2 separate regions of the Zea mays genome follow, and region 1 is linked to region 2. The links are chromatin contacts, called in public Hi-C maps. All regions are on one chromosome and are shown on one strand. The core of a region is the stretch at or near the end of the contact, and the rest is flanking DNA. Distances in the headings are between cores, read along the strand shown. Region 1 has its middle 34 kb from the start of LOC103633833. Region 2 overlaps LOC103632264 (putative pentatricopeptide repeat-containing protein At3g23330).

What was found. Hi-C and Micro-C count contacts between places; a contact is called where the count stands out from the background.
Region 1: a contact with region 2 is called in a Hi-C map of endosperm, with 2.0 times the contacts expected there. The contact joins two enhancer-like sites. A contact is called at or near these places in 4 of 25 Hi-C or Micro-C datasets (ear, endosperm, leaf and 1 more).

Annotation. Positions count from the first base shown.
Region 1 is chr7:40,100,201-40,103,559 of Zm-B73-REFERENCE-NAM-5.0, reverse strand. No RefSeq gene overlaps it. Among protein-coding and RNA genes, the nearest start is that of LOC103633833, 34 kb to the right of the region's middle. Within about 2 kb of position 1,564, at least 19 of the 20 cell types and tissues checked have an H3K27ac peak or open chromatin away from gene starts, as enhancers often do. A contact at or near this core is called in ear, endosperm, leaf and 1 more, where this site is marked.
Region 2 is chr7:39,689,688-39,693,024 of Zm-B73-REFERENCE-NAM-5.0, reverse strand. LOC103632264 (putative pentatricopeptide repeat-containing protein At3g23330) reads right to left here. Exons shown (of 4, transcript XM_008654078.4): 2 at 2,516-3,307; 3 at 2,334-2,395; 4 at 1,401-2,241. Among protein-coding and RNA genes, the nearest start is that of LOC103632266, 41 kb to the right of the region's middle. Within about 2 kb of position 1,609, at least 19 of the 20 cell types and tissues checked have an H3K27ac peak or open chromatin away from gene starts, as enhancers often do. A contact at or near this core is called in ear, endosperm, leaf and 1 more, where this site is marked.

The DNA of each region.
Region 1 (3,359 bases), core at 315-2,814, 410 kb before region 2:
AAACCTGCTACGGTTTCATGAGAAGAGCGATACAAGAATCCCTCGTCCAAAAAGACATCGCAGCATGATCGACCTGAGAACCCGCCTATACCGGCAACTCTCTACTGCCCTTGCTCCTAGTAGTCCTCCACCAGATTTCCTAATTAGTCAGCCAAGTGCGTCATATTCCACCCTTGTGGTAGCATTGTTATCTCAAATTAAGGTCCATGTTCCAATTAACACCATAATCTTATTATGTACAATAAATAATCTAGTAACAATAATAAAGTATGATCATGAATCCTATGTATCTTAACACCGAAAACCACATAGAGCAATAGCAGATACTGCCCAATAGTTCAGTGGTAAGCAAGGTGTAAAGTAAACCAAACTAGGATAACCTATTAGGTCCCATCAAATTAGCCAGGGCATATCATAGTGATTAATAGGAACATTATTGGGTAAAGAAGAGTGATGAAGGGCACAACTTGACTTCAGCGAGCTCCTGCTCATAGTCTTCAACCTGCTGTGCTCCGAGCTCTTCGGTTACTTGCTCGTCTACTTGCGACAATACAAATAAACATTGTATTGGAGAAATTAACATCACACCTAACATGAGAACAAACTGCATAATAATGTTCTACGCGTCGCTACGAGGTCGCACGCTCGAGAACCACTAAAATCGGAGGTATGGTTAAGAAGATATAGTTTTCGGAAGATTCTAGGTGGTTAAACAATAAAACTATACTCTATATTACTTAATGTAAATCATGTGAGGAAATATTACAAGAGAAAAACTAGTTTAACTTTATTCTAAGTTACAGTCTGATTAGAGATTATATCTTGACCAGTTCATAATTATGGATAGATTAATTCTGATTAGCAGAGATAGTCTACCACACACAGGTTGAATAAATGTCTAATTAAAAAATATGTAATATGTTGCAAATAACGGTATTACTGCGTAGGAAACTTTATTACGAAACTATCACAACTTGAACGGACTAAATCAGATTTAAAACAAATTAGTTATGAATTTTCTAAATTTTCTAGAATTATTTCTATACTAAAAATCGATTTCTATATTCATTTTACAGTTTCTAGATAACTTATGGATGGCGGGCATCAACTACAAAATTTAGGATCTGATCGAATAATTCTTAAAACATAAGTGGATGTCGGGTTTATTTTAATAAACTCAGGTTCTTTTGCTAATATGACGAACCCAAGGGGTACAAAGCAATCTCATCCGTCCAACCCACCCTCAAGCGCCCAGATTAGATGGGTATCCCTACACAAATCGGTAGGGTATGCGAACCGTATGCTCTGAGATCTAGGGTCGGCAGTGCTCGACGCCATCCTTTAATATGCACCCTCCAATACTAAACCAACGGTCGCGATTTAATGAAGCGAACGAGTATTACTGGACCTAATCTCAGACCGACCAACGGTCATGATTTTATTTGCGCATAATTAAACCTAGCGCGTCCATCCGACCATCCACGGATCAGCGACCTAGAACAAACCTAGTCGAAACGTTACACATGTTCTAATCCTGGCCATTGCCACAGAGATCAACGGCTCCCGCGACTCTGGCATCTCCCCTTCGCCCAAGCGCGATGTACCGAGGCAGCGCCGCTCGCGCTTGACCACTGCAATCCTCCCAAGCCACTTGCCGAGGGCGGAGCGTGGCCCTAGCCATGGACCGACGACGGCGCTTCCCTTTCAGTTTGATGCAGCGGCGACGCTCGATTTCTTCAAATCTTGGCGATGGTTTCTCGGTGGTGGTAGCGAACTCGTCGATGGATGCGTAGGTGGTGCCGGTTGAGAAGGTGTTTAGTTTTAAAGGTACGAGGGTCCGTAACGGCTAACCCCCAGATCGCAACAAACTCAGCGCTAAATCGAGGAAGATGATTGCCCTGACAAGTGGACCCCGTATGTCAGCGAAAGCGAGCGTGGAATCGCGGAGAGAGGCTGACGCCTAGGTCCCGCAGACCGTGAGGGTGGGAGCGCGCGGTGGTGAGGGGCTGCACCCGTGCGGGCCGCACGGTGGAATCCAAGAGTGGCTGTGGGAGTGGTTTTGGGCCGACGTGAGGTGAGAAAACCGGGCCGGTTAACTTAAATTCGGCCCATAGCAGGTTCTTTCTCTTTTTTTTATTTTCCTGATTTCTGTTTTCCCCCTTTTATTACATATCCAAATTCAAATCTGGTTTTGAATTTAAGCACCAGGTAAATGCACCAATAAAATCCAGCATGATATGCAATAGTGGAATATTTATTGATTATCTTATTTTTATTTGTTTATTTATTTGGAAGGATATTCTTGATAATTAAGTCATATGCTAGAATCAATCCCCCATATTATTCCACAAAAAGCACAAAGGGACTTCCTAGTTTCTTAGAATATATTTTAGGGTTTAAATTCGATTTGAGCAAACCCGGTTTTTGACGGTTTTTCATGGACTGACCAAATTCCAGGACCCATTTTTTTCTGGTGTTCTGAGTTCGAGGACCCAAATAACACAGCGTGCCAAGTTCGAGGATGCACACATTAGCTACCTAGCATTCATTTGGCTGACCTCAGAATGGGAGTTACTAATTAATTTGTTGTGTAGTTTATTTTGTGCTAAAGGTTAATTAATTACTTCTATCTATGAGCTTTGAAGCCTAAATAAAGGAGCTTTCCGCAAAGAAACCAAAGCGCAAATGGAGTCTATATTATAAGTAACTCAACCCCTGAAACTGCAGAAAAGGTACACTTTACAACTTGCAAAGGCCACAGGAAGATAAACTTCTCCTTTAGACGACGACGCACACTTACAAAACTTGAATTCAAAGTAATTATTCTGATGGCACTATGTGCCTGGCATCAACTTTATATAAATATATATAGATATATATCATCATCATCAGTACGAACATCATTACGTGCATCTGATCGTGCATGGCCACATGGCTACTGCAAGTACGATAGAGAAGGATCACTGGAATGATTGTTGGAACGTGCATGGACTCCCACAGCTTGCAAAAGGTTGCATTGGTCCGGCCGGCCCTACACTCTCTTTTGGACTATAGGAGGGACAATCATCCTGGTACTTTGTTGGATCTTGCACTGCACGCATGATCACTGCTAGCTGTGTTGAATAGCACTGTCAAAGATATATACTATACTAGGCACGTTACATAGATGCATACTTATTCTTATGTAGTTTGATTGTTCGCAAGGTAGTAGGGTACTAGTTTTTACGTCCGCGCTCGAATTATATTACATCTCCCAAAAATCATCATTGTGAAAAAAAAATTACATTTAGGACTAGTTTCGGAACACTATTTTTCCAAGTGATTTCTATTTTTCTAACGGGGCGTTTGGATCCCTTCGT
Region 2 (3,337 bases), core at 360-2,859:
CAATCATGTTGTGATGGCTTTTTAGATGAGGGATTTCTATGTCGCCCCCTTCTCCAAGAAACTGTAGCGAGTTTTCTGAAACTAGTGGAACATTGTAAAGGCCTCGTAGTGGGACCCTACCTCATCTCCTCGGTAGAGATGAATGAGAAGTTGTGATCCCTTGGCAAATGGGTAACACGACTTCTAGATAAAGGGTACAACCTCTGCATAGTGTAAAACTATTATATCAACCCTGCTCACGGTCAAGAGCGACTCAAGACTCTCGCATGATTAATTTATGGAATTAAATTTAATCTATCATTTTATTGCATTGTGGGATTTATTATTAATTGTGATCTCTTATTTAATTGGGATGATATCTACTTATACTTAATAAATGCTAATAAAATTTCGAACAACTTTAAATATGATGCTCAGCCTTAACCATTTTTCTTGGTAAGCGTTACACATGAGCCTTCACCATAAGTGAGCTCATGCACATTATTCCCCACAACTTGTTGAGCGATGAATGTATGTGAGCCACTCTTGCTAAACGAACACCAGGTCAAGAACAGGTACCGCAAGATGAGGAGCATGAAGGACGTTACGATGAGTTCGAAGATGTATATGTCATCGTCTCCCAGTTAACTATGGTTGCGGAGTATCGTTGTCGTCATATGATGTAATTATTTAGCTATTTTGTATAGAACTCCTATTATGTAATAAAAATATGACATTGATTTCTGTATCATGAGTAATCATATGTGTGAGACTTAATTCTAGCACACATTTGAGACGCGTCGGGGTTTGCCCTTAAATCTAGGTGTGATAGTGTTTTGAAAACCATTCCCTTGCCTCAAACTATGAAGATGTGGATGTTTGCTACATGCCAAAAGGGCGAACAGAAGGACGTGGAAAGAGCATTTGAGGTCCTCAAGGCTCGCTTCCATATCCTCCTAGCCCATATTTTTCTTTTTCTTATAAAATACTTAGTGTGGTCATTTTTGCATGTATCATTCTGGAGAATGATTATTAAGAATGAACATGGAGAATCATACGATATGGATGACTATGATATAGTCAAATTCTTTGTTGCATCACCAACCATCACCCTAAGCAACAACGACAGTCAATCGTGAGACATTAATCCATACTAGATTGATGCATGATCAGCTTTAAAATAATTTAATAGAGCATATCTAGAGTCTGCACAAAGAAATTTTATTTTATTTTTATGAACTATATAGTTTTAATTTTTTTTTCAAGTAATGTAATTTTTAATTGGTTTTATGAATAATGTATTTTTTTCAAATAATATAATTTTTATTTGTTTTTATGTATTATGTGATTTTTGTTTTCTTAAATATTTATTTTTGATGAATGTTTTGTAATAGAATATTATGTTTTATTTCAGACATAAGTATGCAAAAGAAAAGGTTGATATAACGTTAAAGTGACTGTGAATGTAATAGTACGGTACATAAGAATTACGATGAGTAATCGATAATGGATCTGTCCTACGGTAACAGGCACCAGATCCAGCCTCATCGTCTTGGCGCGCCTAGTACAGTACAAACATATAACAAGAACCCATACGGGCGTGTGCGTGCTGCCACACGCGTACGGACAGCAGCTGGCAGGACGGGCAATGATGAGGGGCGGAAGAACGGAGCTCCCTCGCTGCCATCCGTCCCACCCCCGAGAGCCCAGCGACCCATCTTGCTGGCGGCGACAGCGACCGCCAGAAAACCCGATCCGTCCAGTCGCGCGGGTCACGGCGGGGGAATCACAAATACGAATCGTCCTGGCCCCGGCGCCCCGCGTCGCGCTCAGCACCAGGTCGGGAGAGCGACGGCGCCGACGCCCGCCCGCGCCAGCTCACACTGCGCGTGCCACATCAGCCTTCCCCTCTTCACCCCTTCTGACGAGAGAGCGCCGGAGGAAGGACAAGCGCGCGCCGCCAGCCAGCCAACCCAGGACCAGCCAGCGCTCGCAAGAGAAGAGAAAACATGCATATGTGCGCTCCACCGGTGGTCGTCGGTCGTCCGGACGACGAGGCCGGCAGCACAGCGCCACAGGCACGGGCACGGGCCGTGCGTCCATCCGGACGTCCGGATGCTTGATTGGCTGTGAGGGAGCGTACCTTCGCATCCAACAGTGACAGTGGATCCCATCCACGTGAGATCTTCATGGGCGCGAAGGGGGAGCCGCTTAATGGCGCGAGGTACAACAAGTCTCCATGATTGGCTGGTTATCAGTGCCCTGTCAAGTCCCACATCACCATTACTTCGCCGAGAGCAACGGGGGGGGGGGGGGGGGGGGGGGGGGGGGGGGGGGGGGGGGGGGGGGGAGACCACCACATGGCAGGATGGACCGAACTGTAATGTAAGCACCAGCAGCAGATGTACTGTACTACCTGTAGCTGACGGTACAGTGTAAAACATGAGATTCTTCATTGACAACTACTACCAACAGGTTGTAGGAAAAAGAAAAGAAATGAGAGACCCATCGCAAATTTAAACAGCAAACCGCGTACCTGATGATGCAGTGATGCGCATGTAACACAGGAGACCCATCTTGCCCGCTGCTCAAGAGTTACCTGTTCAAGACGAGCAGATTCCGCAGCAGTCGACGTTAAGCGCGATCTTTGCCAGAACTGAAGCCGGAATGCACAACGCAGCAGCGAATGACACTGTGCGTCCTGGATGTACAGTTATGCGCGGTGCGGTTGGGCCTTTCCAATCATATATTGAATGGCTAATCATCCTGCCATTAACATGCCTGCCGCCACCTTTTAAATCGAGGGAACAGCCTACAAAGGAGATCTAGCAGACCCTACACTACACAAAGCATGCTAAGTCCGGGGAGCAATTATGACATACCACCAAACAATGATCCCCGACGAAAGGCTAGCAGATCGCCTCAAGCCGTTCCAGTCAGGAGCTTGCTTAAATCTGAGATGACACTCTTCTGCACGCCTGTGATCGCGAGGACCGAACCAACAACATGGGAGCCGGCCGGGCGCGCAGTACTCGCAACCATGAACCATCACGAGATCTCAATCCGCGAGTCATGATATTCTGGAAAGGGTCACAGGAGCAAACCTGCTGTCACCTCTGAAAGCGAACGAGCCTGCTCATCCAATAAGGAAAGGGCTGATGGAACCAGATGGCGTGGCGAGGCTGTTCATGGCCAGAACCAGAGCAAGATACCGACTGGAATAAATTCCCTCCAAACATAACATGGTGATCTGACTTGTTGTTTCCACTAACATGGTGATCTGACTTGTTGTTTCCACTTCCGTCATCTGTCTGCCCATTGAATCTCCCTGAAATTATAGCCAGACATGTCCGAGAGA